Regions from separate parts of the Mus musculus genome. Here region 2 is linked to region 1. Evidence: chromatin contacts called from public Hi-C data. All regions are on one chromosome and are shown on one strand. Each heading gives the region's core, a stretch centred on a gene start, on an enhancer-like site or on the middle of the called end of the contact. The rest is flanking DNA. Distances are from core to core; before and after follow the strand shown.

Evidence for each region. Hi-C and Micro-C count contacts between places; a contact is called where the count stands out from the background.
Region 2: a Hi-C map of uterus shows a contact between it and region 1, with 2.4 times the contacts expected there. The contact joins two enhancer-like sites. A contact is called at or near these places in 3 of 484 Hi-C or Micro-C datasets (nephron progenitors and uterus), 1 of 115 datasets of contacts at active chromatin or transcription factors (pancreatic cancer cells) and 2 of 9 other capture datasets (adipose tissue and pancreatic islet).

The regions. Positions count from the first base shown.
Region 1 is chr6:54,569,864-54,576,282 of GRCm38.p6, reverse strand. No RefSeq gene overlaps it. Among named protein-coding and RNA genes, the nearest start is that of Scrn1, 6.7 kb to the right of the region's middle. Within about 2 kb of position 2,867, at least 22 of the 459 cell types and tissues checked have an H3K27ac peak or open chromatin away from gene starts, as enhancers often do. A contact at or near this core is called in uterus, where this site is marked.
Region 2 is chr6:54,756,902-54,764,128 of GRCm38.p6, reverse strand. No RefSeq gene overlaps it. Among named protein-coding and RNA genes, the nearest start is that of Znrf2, 56 kb to the left of the region's middle. Within about 2 kb of position 3,373, at least 141 of the 459 cell types and tissues checked have an H3K27ac peak or open chromatin away from gene starts, as enhancers often do. A contact at or near this core is called in uterus, where this site is marked.

The DNA.
Region 1 (6,419 bases), core at 1,618-4,117:
AGGGTGGTGAGGAACAGCCTGATGCTGCCACCTGAGGTCATGGTAATGCCCTGGACCATGCTGCTGCCAAGGGCCCTTTCTGGGTCCATGGCCCAGTAGCAGTGGAGGTCTTTGCCTATGTCCCTAGCCCATGCTACCACCAAAGGCCATGCAGACATCCCTGGTCAGGGCTGCTACCTGGGGCCATGATGGTGTCCCAGGGCTGTGCAGAGCTGGCCCTGCCTCTTTCTGGCTGTAGCACATCTTTAGAAGAATGCAAAATCAGATTAACAGCAAAATGAATTATTCTTTTAATGTGGTGTGTGTATGTGAACATCTGTGTATGTGTGTGTCTGTGAGTGTATAACTTGATACTAAAACATTTAGGACTTGGAGCATTTGGGGTTTGGGCTTTTCAGGTTAGAGATGCTGTACTGGTAAAAAAGACTTTAGAAATATTTTTTTAAGGTTTCTTTATTTTTATTTTACATGTATAGGTGTTTTGACCCCATGTGTATATGGGTACCAGAAGTGTGCCTAGTATCCTCAGAAGCCAGAAGAGGGCAGCCATCAGGTCCCCTAGAACTCTACTTGGAGATACATACTGTTGTGAGCCATCAACCAGGTGGGTGTTGGGAACTAAACCTGGGTCCTCTGAAGAGCATCCAGTGCTTTTAACCGCAGAGCCACCTCCCCGGCCCCTTTACAATCATGTGTGAAATCTAAAATACTTCAGATGTAGAGCATTGTGGTAAGGGATATCCAACCTGTAACGTGAGACATGCATGGCATTCTATACTAAATATAATAATTTGGGAGTTTCTTTGGTACATGATTCCCTCTCTCTAAAATGCAACCTTATGGTGCAGATAAAATTCCCTGTGTTCCTTAGCATCTATCATTCCATTCTTAGGCCATATTTCTGTGTTTTAATCACATGTAAATTATGCTAACAGCAGCTGTTTTCCTTCAGTGACATGGCAGTGGTGACATGCTATCTCTCCCTTAGCTTGGGCAGTACTTTTCATTTACTTAGATCATTGCTAAAGAAAGGGTCAAAACCACCCAGAAGACTGAAAGATCTGCAAGGCTTAGCAATCACCTGGGGGAACCTTTGCTTACCAATTCTCTCTGTTCCTGTGCTGCTGGTAACAGTTCTGATACACGAGGGATGGCTTTAGTGCATCGAGTCAGCCCGTAGTAGATAAACCAACCTTAAGTGCCTGCAAGCTAGCCTCACATCAATTTTGTTTTACGACTTAAAGAGAAATCACACAAGACCTTTGCCAGGCTTTTCCCAGCAATCCAGATAAAGTAAATGGGGTCCTGTTAGTCTCTGGTGACAGCTACATTATCCCCCACTAGGGGATTTCTGGGAACTTATAAAAGTAATTTCGTTAATTGAAATTTCCATACTGTAGTAGGAAACAGATAATTTCTTCAGTAAACAGTTGCCGTAAAATGGGCATGAGCAAAATGCAAAGCAAGACATCAAGGGCCACTTTCATCATCACAAGGGAGGAGAGTAAGGTGACTTACCCTTTGTGGACCGTTCCAACTTCTTAGAGACATTTTCATTTATTTGCCAGCTCTATTCTTGCCTGTGCAAGTTATGTTAATGGAGCCCTGAGTATGGTTTTTGCCCCTATTTAGGAGACTGGAATATAATGGTCCACTTTGTATCTGGGGCTCCTTCTTATGGGATCATGTGTCTTCTGGAATTGTTAGGTGTTGTTTTTCTGCCAAACTCAGTCTGTTTAAGGTGATTTTCAGGTGGCCTGTCAGCAGCTAAATTTAAGTTAACAGTTAAATTTTTGGGGAAGGGAGATGGCACAGAGGGAAAGAGGCTTGATGTGCAAGCACAAAGAACTGAGTTTGAATCTTCAACACCCATGGAAAGGACATGTGTACATCTGGTGGTCCAGCAGTAAGAGATGGCAGAGACAGGTGGATTCCCAGCCTGTCTAGCTGGAAGGATAAGCTCCGGGTTCAGAGAGAGACTATGCCTCAATTAAATAAGTTAAAAAAAAAAGTAAACAGACAGACAAATAAAGTGGAGAGCAATAGTGAAAGACCCAAAATTAAATTAAGCTCTGTTCTCCATACCAATACACACAGGCAAGTGCCAATATACATAGACACACAGACACACAGACACACATACTCAGAGAGAGACAGAGAGACAGACACGCACACAGAGATAGAGAGACAGAGAGAGACAGAGATACAGAGAGACACAGAGAGAAACACAGAAGGAATTAAACTATGTAGAATAACCAGGAGAAATGTAAGAACAAATATGAGTAAAAATACCCTTTTCGATAATCCTTAAATTGTTTTTCTCTCCTGTATGATTTTTACTGAATTTTATAAAGTACCGCTTTCCACAAGATGCCCGACTTTTTTTCCCTTGCCTCCTGTGGAAGTAGCTAAGGCTTTCTGCTTTGTGTCCTAGTCTTTAAAGAGAATTAAGCAGCTTGCTGAAGTTAAGTGATTCTTACATTAAGACTGAGCAGTAAATCAACTGCTTGAGTTTTTTTTTCTAACATTTTATTGCTATGGCAACAGTATCTCCAAAGCTATTAAATCTTAGTGGTTTATTTCCTCAGAGTTAAGTGGTGTTCATTGGGTTTCTAATATTTCTTTTTTGGAGAGTTGAGTTATTTTTAGTTTAGAGTTAATAGGTAGTGCAGTAGTTTTGTCCCCAATGCTCGGTGCACTGCACAATAGTCCTTGTTTTATTTTAATTAATTTGTTTGACAATTTTGTTCATGCATATAATGCATTCTAGTCATGTTCGTCCCTCCACCCTCCTATCTTCTCACTCCCAGCAACCCCTCTTCCTCCTCCCACCCGGGGGAGTTAGCAGTGTGTGGGAAGGGAGGGGAAGGGCATGCCGAAGCACAGGGAGTCATTGTTTTCAGTGATACAGGAATTAGTCAGGTTTTGTGGACAGCTCCACACTTGAGCTCATGTGAGTAGCCTGTATTAAACCAAGTGGATCACAAAGTAAAGACAACCCCTCTCTCTCCTTTCTCTCTCTCTCTCTCTCTCTCTCTCTCTCTCTCTCTCTCTCTCTCTCTCTCTCTCCTTTCTCTTCTCTCACTCTCTCTCCTTTCTCTTCTCTCTCTCCCTCTCTCCTTTCTCTTCTCTCCCTCTCTCTCCCTCTCTTTCTCCCTTCTCTTCTCTCACACTCTCTCTCACACATACACAAAGAGAGAGAGAGAGAGAGAGGGAGAGAGAGAGAGAGTTGGTATATAGCTCAGGTGGCCTTGAAATCCTCATCTTTCTGTTACTATGTCTCAAGTATGGGAGTAGAAGGGAGTTCTCCTGTCCAGGTTGTGAGCTCTCACTAGTCCAGTCAGCTTTAGAATAGTCTCCTAGCTCTATAGCCTTTGACACAGTTAGTTAGAGAACATTTTATTTCACTGCCTTGAAAACAAACCCTCACATCATCTTCTGCTCCTTCCCCTGAGCTAAGCAGCCACCAGTCCACTCGTTCTATGGATTTCAAGCATTTCCATAATTCTTAAAATGCAACCCTTTCTTTATGTTCAAAGTAAGGACAGCTTATCTAATAATCTTATTTGACAGTAATTTCTGTTTCAAATTTTGTTTTAATATAAGTGCTGTTTGAAGGCCAGCCTGGTCTACAAAGTGAGTTCCAGGACAGCCAAGGCTATACAGAGAAACCCTGTCTCGAGAAAAAAAAAAAAGTGCTGTTTGAAATTTAAAGGTGAACTGGCTATGAATCCCAGTCCTAAGGAATAAATCAAGCCTACACATTTGAAATGTCAGACTGTGCACATATAAGCACTAGTGCCTATCTATGGCACATGGGCAGAGAATAAGCAGCGAAGACCTGGATCTAGGGTTATATTCAGGGTAAAAAAATACGAAAGAAAGTGAAGAGTAGCAAGGAATCTAAACACTAAAATATTTCCACGACCCTGCACTACTCCCAGTTCTGAGAGCCACACAACTCATCCAACATGATGTTAAATGAAACCTTTTTTCCTTTATGATTTTTTGGTCTTTGGAAAATTGAAGAGTACCCAAGCAGCATTGTGAAATTTCATAATTCTCTCAATGGAGAGTGATTGCCTAATTGCTCATAGCAAGAGATAAGTGTTCCTGCAACCCTATAGGTGGAACAACATTATGAACTAACCAGTACCCCGGAGCTCTTGTCTCTAGCTGCATATGTATCAAAAGATGGCCTAGTCGGCCATCACTGGAAAGAGAGGCCCATTGGACTTGCAAACTTTATATGCCCCAGTACAGGGTAATGCCAGGGCCAAAAAGGGGGAGTGGGTGGGTAGAGGAGTGGGGGGTGGGTATGGGGGACTTTTGGTATAGCATTGGGAAATGTAAATGAGGAAAATACCTAATTAAAAAAAAAAGAGATAAGTGTTCCTTTAGTTAAGACAAAATTCCTATAGCAATTTAAACCAATAGTTTGGCTGTCTGAAGAACTGGAAATTACCTAATAGAAATCTGCTTACAAAGTAACTTTTTCAGTGAGCAGTGTTAAAACTTCAGGTAGAAGATGTTCACACTGGAAAACACACTGGTAAACTTAAACTATCAAAAAAATGTTTTCAGGGGTTGGAGCACTGGCTCAGCAGGAAGGCACACTGACTGCTCTCCCATAGGATCCGGGTTTGATTCCGAGCGCTCACACGCCCATTCTAATCACCCACAAACGCTCCAGTTCCAGGGAATCCGACACCCTCCTTGTGGCCTCCAAGAACACCAGGCACTCAGATGGTACGTGTATATACATGAAGTTAAAAACACTCATACACATAAAAAAAAAAAAAAAAAAACAATAGTTTCCAGTATTACTAGAATATTAAAAACAAGTTTCACTTTTAAACTGCACATGGTACAAGGTGGATGATTTCCACACATAGAAACATAAAAAAAATCTGGGCTGGGATATAGCTCCGTGGTAGAGTAAGTTTATAGACTCTTTATATAGAGAGTGCCTATATACACACACGTATCTGCATACATTTTATGACAGCAAAGAACGGTGAAACTCCAAATCTGATTTGATGTTTGGCTGGGTTTTGATCATTAGAAGACCAGGTCTTAGCAGCAACCCTTCAAAATATCTGCACAATTAGTTAAACTTGTGAGTGACTCCTGTGGTGGTTTGAACGAGACATGTTTCCTAGAGGTTCACGGATTTTAACCCTCGGCCCCCTGTTGTTGGTGCTGTTTAGGAGGCTGGAACCATTAGACCGTAGAGCCTTGCTGAAGGCAGTGCATTACTGAGGATGCGCCAGCATACAAAGTGGATTGGATTTTGGAAATCTGACTGCAGCTGTGAGCAAATGAAGAAATGATAGACAGATGTGAGAAGTTCGGTCATGTGAGCTCTAAGAGCCACGCCTACTCCTTCCACAACCAAGATCCTCAGTGCTTATTCTGTTCCACACAGGAGAGGGGTTAGCTGGTCTTGGTCGGAGGTCTTCTGTAGGTGAGCAATCTCAGGCAGTGAGCGTCCAGGAGGAAGAAGCCACAGTTGCTAGTTTTTGTTTACACACTGCTCAGTCTTTCTTAAGCACAGGTGCTTGGACTGGAAGGAGAAGCCTGACCCATGTGGTGAGAGGCTTTGCCAATTCCCATGGGTCTGAGGCCTTAGTCCCTGTCATGGCTGAGCCTGTGTCATTAGTACATTCAGGAGTGACATCAGTCACTCAGGACTTCTGCTCTTTGCAGAGGAAGGTTCTGAGAGCTTATGGCTTCACCCCATCTCTTGTTTGCTCTCTCTGCTTCCTGTGCATGGATGAAGATGTCATCTCTCGGCTTCCTGTCCCAGCCGCCTGCTGCCACACCTCCCCTGTCAATATGTACTCTCCTTCTGAAACTCTTAAGGTCAAATAAACTCTTTCTTCCTTAAGTTGTTTTTAGTCAAGGTGTTTTATCACAATGACAAGAAGAAACTGATATAATCCCTAAAGGCAAAGCCCATAATACATGTATATTTTAAACTAGGAGTATTTATAAGCTATATTTTACTTAAAATTAATTATGAAGTATCGATTAAAACATGTCCCTTTGCCCAATACAATTTATATCTAAAAGGCTTGATGGATTATTTAAGTTGTAAATGTAACTAAAAATAGAGTTTAACAGCAAATGCTTTGTGTTACCTATATTCGGCATGCACAGTAATTCTGTAAATTGCCTTAAGGGCATCCTAAAGGTCTGTAGTTACTATGGTAACCTAAGCATGGTGCTAGGATGGAGATGGGTGACTGATGAATCTTCACTGGTGCTGTTCTTTCTCATCCTTCCCTGGCTCCACTGTCAGCTCCTTCCCGTGAGTCCTCTAAGCATCCTCTTAGGGCAATTGTGAGGCTTTCCAGCCCGCACATAAGTGCTGCCTCCACATTAAGTCGTCCAGCTCGTCCCCGTGAGATCTGCAA
Region 2 (7,227 bases), core at 2,124-4,623, 190 kb before region 1:
AATTGTATTATACCGGGAAATTTTTTTTCCAAATTGTACTATGTTTAAATATGCTGGCAATAAATTTCTTGGCATCAGATTTCCTAGAAGTTTGGTCCAATCTGGTTGGCTAGGTCAGGCTGAACTGAGTTTTTATTGTCACTTCTTTGCAGTTCATTTTCCTGATTGCCCTGATGCCTGCAGGGAGCCCCACAACCATATCCTTTAAATTGTGTGCTTGTGTGTGTGTGTGTGTGTGTGCACGCAGCACGCGCACGTGTACTGCTATACCTTTCACAGAATAAAGTGCCTGTTCTTTTAGACTTTGTTCAGCTCTTTCTTCTACCCCATAAATTCTTGGCTATGGTTAGTTGAGTGAGTCTTGAAGCTTCTGAACTTTGGTCAATGCATTTTTTCTTTGTGGATTGTCTCTCCCTGGCCTCCCTCTTGACATTCACTTTTCTGCCTGTGTGTTGATTGTGGCTCTGCCGTGTTTCTTGTTTGACTGACTGCTTCTTTCCTTTCCAGAGCTTCTGTTCAGTTTTCTCAGCATTTCAATTCCCTTGCTCTTTATCTTCCCCTTTTGAATTTATCCTTCACATTACCGATGGTTTCACCCACACCAGTAACACTCTTCTCTAGGTCCTGAATTAATCCCCTTATTTCATTGTCTTACCCGAATCACCTATATGGCCCGTAGTGTTTTTGAGAGACGGAATTCTGCATCTTCCTGGCATTTCAGGTTCTTGACATCTTTGGTTTTCATAGTTGAGTTGTGAGCCTGTGCAGCTGTCACGGAAGGTCGTCTCATGTGATTTTGGGTTTCCTGGTTGTGTTTGGTGCATCTATTGGGATGACTGTGTTCTGCAGTTTTATCTTCCCTGTTTCTTACTCTTTCTATTTGTTTCATCTATGAGTCTTTTTGGAGAGTTGCCTTCACTTGGAATTCTGCTGCTGCTGCTGTGTGTGTGTGTGTGTGTGTGTGTGTGTGTGTGTGTGTGTGTGTGTGTATGTGGCAGGGGTGGGGTGGGGGTACAGTGGTGACTGTTTATAAAAAAGATAAAGGGAGAAGGAGTGTGTTTTGGTGGAGGTGTAGTCAGGTGTGGGGGGAGGGGGAGCCTTGGTGGGCCCTTGCTGAGGCACCCCTTCCCTCTGAGGACCAGCCACAGGATGGTACAGTAGGGAATAGAGTGTATTCGGGGCGTGGGCAGGGGAGTTGAGAGGGTAGTAGAGACAAAGAACGGGGCGGGGGGAGGTCGAGAGAGAAAGAGAGAGAGAGAGAGAGAGAGAGAGAGAGAGAGAAAGAGAGGCCGGCCATGAGAGAGGAGGGAGGGGAATGGGGAGAGAGGGGGGAAGGGGAGAAATGGGCAGAGTGGGCTTGGCCTAAGAAGGCAAGAGCAAGAGTAGGTGGAGTCAGGCACACCTGGCTATTGCCAGTAACTGTGGGGGCAGAGCTTAGACAAATGCTAACAGTGACACAGTGGTTTGCCAGTGGCACTGGTGTTGATGGCTTCACTTGTGTCTCTGATAAGGTTGTGAGACACTGGCACCTGGGTACGTGTGCAGAGGAGAAGATTGTCACAGTTTCTTTAGAGATAAAGGTATGGGTATCTAAACAGTGAAGTGAGGACAGACGAGTACTCGGGGTAAAGGACAAATGGGAAGGCAGGTCAGAGGAGTGAGGATGGAGAAGCAAAACTGCAAACTAGAAAAGGAGGATACCACCAGGAAGGCTTTGTGGTCAGGGGTCAGCTAAAATTCAACAAGCTCACAGCTAAAGGTTGTTTACTCGGCCCAAGTTCCAAGTATTTAGTTAAATAAAAATACGCAGTAATGTTAGAAGGCACTGAGCCTTAGCAATTCTTCCACACAGGGATGCTTCCTGTGCCCTTGGACCATCCTTTGCATGGGTCTCCTGGGGTGCCTGTGGACAGGGGGAAGTGCTAGGCTTAGTAACTCCCCGCCCACAAGTTAGGTCAGCATGTCCTATCAGAGGAGGGTTCCATTGGCTGATATCCACTTCTGCCTAAACTCCCTGATCTGAGACCGCCTGCCAGCAAGTTACAGTCTCGCCTCTGCCATTTTGCTGACACTCAAGCCTCTCTGTGATGGAGACTCTGGGGAGACACGCAAGGCTTGCCCATCTGAGCATCCCTGTGGCCTTCAGGCCCCTACACTGGATTCCACAGCATCCTCCTGGCACTGGTTTGGGCTATGGCAAATAGCTCCAGGTCTGGGCTTTAGGTTTTCTGGCCACATTTCTGCGACTTCACTCTGGCACCTACCCTGCTCCAGTTTGCAATCCGTGCATGCCTGTCCAGTCCTTGGTGGCTTTCCCACAACCCAGATCTCTCTTCACAGCACTGCCTATGGGAGCATTGTGCTGGCACCTACCATTTATGTTGGTCACCTGGCCTCTGTATCTCAACTGGGGACTCCAGTGGCCCACCTCTTCTGAAGAGAAATTCCCACCTCTGATTATTTCTGCCTTTCTCTTAGAAGAAGGAGATTTATATTGTTATTTTCAAACCAATCCCTTTACTTATTTTTGTAATCCGCTTACTCAGATGCAGGGTCTAATATGCCATTTTAGTTGCATGAAGACTGTTTTGAGGCAGGCTCTGGCCCAGGCTCACCTGAAACTAGCCCAGCCTAGATTCTAATTAGTAATTGTCCTCCCTGGGCCTTCCAAGTACAGGCATATGTCACCATAGGCAGCTTGTTGGAAATTCTCGAAGTTTGATTATTGTTAACATGCTTTATCTTTCTCCATTCTTATGTGTAACATATAGTTGGGTCTCTGGCAGCACTGTTTATTCAGGTCATTGCCATTTAAAATGATCATTACCTGTGACAGAGCAGCAGAAGGGAGGGGCCAGTAAGGTCTGGCATGGAGAAGGGGTGTGGGGAAGGGGAAAGAATAAAGTGTAATCACACAGCTGTGTGAAAACACCATAGAGAAGCACACTTCGGATAGGTAATTTCTCCGAAGCTGGTGAAATGAGCCAATTCAAACCAGATTAGACTATATTAAAGGCAGGTTTGTTGGGAAGCTGCTCCCAGGCAAGTTCACTGGCTCCAAGGATTGAGGTCAGGGGTGTCACCATGGGGAGAGGGGCGAGGAGAGGGATGAGAAAGAGAGAAAGGCTGTGAACAGAGAGAGGAGAGAAGAGAGAGGAAGAGGAGGAGAGGAAGGCCAAAATGTCTGGAATATATAGGGAGGAGCCTGTGGGTGAAGGGCAGCCCACCCCTAGGCTGGAAAGTTCAAGACTGGGAACAGGGTATGCCAGGTAGGGACTGAGGGATGCTGGGAGAACCTGGAGGCCAGGTCTGTTGTGTTAGAATGGAGGCTTGAGTCAGGACAGACCACATCAAGCCAAAGCAGCAACATGTGGTGGAAGAGGGCAAAGGAGGCAGCGAAGAGGAGCCAGAATGTGGTGTTGGAGCCAACCAAGAGTTTCTATTTGGGATGATGAAAGATTTCTGGAAACAGATAATGTTAATAGTTACACTGTAAATATGCCTAATGGCCCGGAATGATACCTTTAAAGATGGTTTGAAATAGTAAATGTCACTTAGTGTTTTTATCTTCAAAGGGGAAAGGAGGTAAAGAGAGTAAGAGGACTGGAGTGAAGGGGGGTGGGGGTGGGGGTGGGGAATGGGGGTGGGGGCGGCTTCCATCTGGAGTGCTCCTGCTTTCTGCCACAGCAGCAAAACTGGGTGTTAGAAGAACCTGTAGGAAACAAAGCCAGTTCTCAGCTTCAGGAACTGCGAAGTCAAAGCTGAATAAGGAAGTGTTTCATCTGTTTAATTAGCATAGTTAATGTAATGTAAATAACAGAGGCTAGGAAGTGACAGGAGGTGGGAGGAGGGGCAAAGCAGCAAACACAAAAAGTCAGTGTGAATGGTGCAAAGATGACAGACACGGAGACAGAAGGGCTGATAAAAGTCGGATTCGGCTCACTCCAAAGACCTGAGGACAGACAGCAACGTGACAACGGAGACGCCACGTGCCGGCAAGCTAAGTGGGTGTAGTGTGGAGACTCTTTGTTTAAAGTTCATTTGAGATTGGTGTCAGTGGAGCAACAGTGATAGGAAAGGCAGACCCAGGAGAACAGCTGACTCAGTCACTCCCACCAGGTGCCTGACAGGCTTGCAGTAAACACAGGCTTTACACACCCCGGAGGATCCTGCTGCAAATTAAAACACAACCTTAACTGTGCACATGGCACCAACTCTTTGTGTCTGCAGACACTTTGAAGATCAGAGGTCTCTTCTTTTCCCCTTAAAAGTAAAACCAGTTTTGTTTTTAACTGAACCAACAGGAGCAAAGATTTCGGCTAGTTATTCATGATGTTGTTTTCCCCTGCGCTCACCATACTTTCCCAGGTCATTTTGACCTTCCCCTTGCCTAGCAACCGTCTCCCACTCCTGATGAATACTTCTTTCTCTTGCCACGTAAATTTTCTAATGGTTTACTCTACCTGGTAGCTATTGAACACCGAGAGAAAGTGTTAATTCATGGATAGAAGGGGACTGGAGTCTCAGGCGTTTGTCAACAGCCTGAAACAACAGATGTTGAGAAGTTCTGCAAGCCTGGTCCTGTGGGAAGAGAACCACAACCCATCAGTCATGTCTGCAGGGAACAGGCAGTTCCAGAACCAGAACCATCTCTTGGTCAGCCCAGTCGCTACTTCTTTTAGCCATAGTCACAAATAGTTCATTCTTGTCTAGGGTCCAGCTCTGTTCAAAGTGAGTGCAGTTGCAAAAGTCTGTCCTAAGAAGTTAACATAAGCCGAGTGGTTCAAAGCGGCAAAACCCTATTCCCTCGAGTTTCTAGAGGCTGGGGGTTGGAGGACGCGAGTCTAGTTTGTTATGATCACAAAAAGAGAAAGGGTATAATATACGTTCTATGCGGGTGTAGGGGAAAGGGGCTTGGCGGGCCTATGCCAAAGCATCTCTCTCTCTGAGAGACCAGCCACAAGACGGTATAGTATAAAATAGAGTTTATTCAGGGCATGGGGAGGGGAGTTAAGAGGGTAGTAGAGGCAGAGAAAGGCAGAGAGCAGGAGAGAGTAGGGAAGTAGAGGCTGGCCATGAACATGTGTGTGGGGGGGGGCGGGGGGGAAGGCAATGGAGAGAGAGGGGGAACAAGGAGAAAGGGAGAGAATAGAGAGGCAGGAGAGGGAAGAGGGGCCAAGCAGCCCCTTTTATAGTGGGCCAGGCCTACCTGGCTGCTTCCAAATAACTGTGGGGGTGCATTCCAGACAGAATACCAACATAGTTTTTGATGAAAACTCTGGGTGGGAACATTTTGCACTGTGTCCCCTTGCTTCTGATGTGTCTAGCAGGTCCAAGTAGGTCTGGGCTTGTAGCCTTTGACCTTTCTGTCTTGTCATGTTTTAGTCGTTATTGTTTGTTTGTTTGTTTAATAAGAATACTAGTACTGCATTAGAGGTTCACCTTATTTCCAAATGACTTCATCTTAGCCGATCTATCTACAATCTTAACTTATCGACTTATCTTAACTTGCAAGTGAAGTTAAGACTTTCACATATCTCTGTAAAGGACACAACTCAGCCCATGGAAGGGACAAAAACTGAATTCTTGGTGTAGATAAAACCGCTATGGTGAAGGAGGGGAAACTCCTGGTGAAGGAGGGGAGTTGCTTTGGAGTCTGCTGTTTTTGCTCTTGTGAAGAAACCCAGGAGGCTGGGGAAATGCTTGGTTTATCTGAGGAACTGTGGGTTATGTGAATGGAGGACAGCATTCTCTCCTGACACCCAGGCTCTGGAATTCAGCCCAGCACAGCTTGACGATCCCTCTGATTTCTGTTTCCATGGGCACCATGACAGAAGTGTGCCGCAGAGAATCCCAGTATTCCTCTCAGCCCTTGACAAGAGCAGACACAGAGGAAACAAGTATTGCTACACACTGACTTATTCAGACTTTAAGCTCATAGCTGCTATGGCTTTGAATGGATGTATTTCCCCAAAAGTCTTTGATTGAATAATCACTGAATAGTGCAAAGAGTTGGGGAAATCTTTACAGTAAGTCACAGGTATTCACGAAATACTTGTGAATGATTGGATGCTGTAGCTATGCTAACTGGCTATTTCCTGGTTCTTGATAATGGTATTTAAAAAGTTGAAGAGGTGCGCGGAAATAACAAAGTAGCAAGACGTTTTCTTCACAGACAAACTGCAGAAACTGTCGCAGGGAGCAGCAGGCCACAGAGGGGCTGCGTTTAGAGCAGCAGGTTACTCTTTGGAGCCTCAGGCTTTACAGGGATTAGGAGGGAGAGGAGTTGGTTTCTGGGAGTGGGGTGTGGGTGGTTTTCTGTTTGGATTAACAGGCTTGGGTTATGTAAGTCTTTATTTACTGTACAGGCCCTTTCCCTTGATGCATCTGATTTAATCATATGCACACCCAGCCATGCACATGCCTAAGATGATAAATAGGGAGTTTCCCCTGGAAGTTTATTCAAAGAAGCTCTTCGCCTTGCTGCACACATACCCCAGACCAGTTCAGGGTGGAGCCATTAATTTTCCTTAGTTTTAGGATGCGTTTGGTCACAAAAGGGGAGTTAACGAGAAGTTGTTACAGAAGAGCTATCTGTTGCGTTGTCTGAGCAGGTGAATGTGCAGCTCCGGGCAGGTGGAGAGTCTCAGACTGGCAAATGAACTGTGTGTGCGTGTCTAGTTCAAACCACCGGGAGCCTTCGCTTGTTGCTAAGCTACCTTTATATTTACCTGCCTCAGCTCAATGGTTGAGCAACGGGGTCCTGGGTCTGATTCTCCTGTGCCCAAAATATAAATAAATACATGCATACATATAATAATATGTGCATATAAATAAATACATGCAAACACATAAATGGAATTGGTGAACTTTACAGAGATTGAGGGGGTCCATTAAAAAAAGGGGAGACCCTTTTTGTTCTTCTGCCACATGTGAGATGGCATTCAAGGAATCGGTTTAGAAGCAAAGATCTAGTTTCACCAGACACTGAAACTCTAGCACTTCCAATGTGAATTTCCAGCTTCCAGAATTGGGAGAAATAAGTTTATTTTCTCAATAAATCCACCCAGCTGGTGGTGACTTGCTATAACAGAAGCAATGAACTACAACCTCAAAGTAACTTGACATCGTTAAAAAAAATAATCCAGGGGGGCTGGAGAGATGGCTCAGCGGGTAAGAGCACTGACTGCTCTTCAGAAGGCCCTGAGTTCAAATCCCAGCAACCAC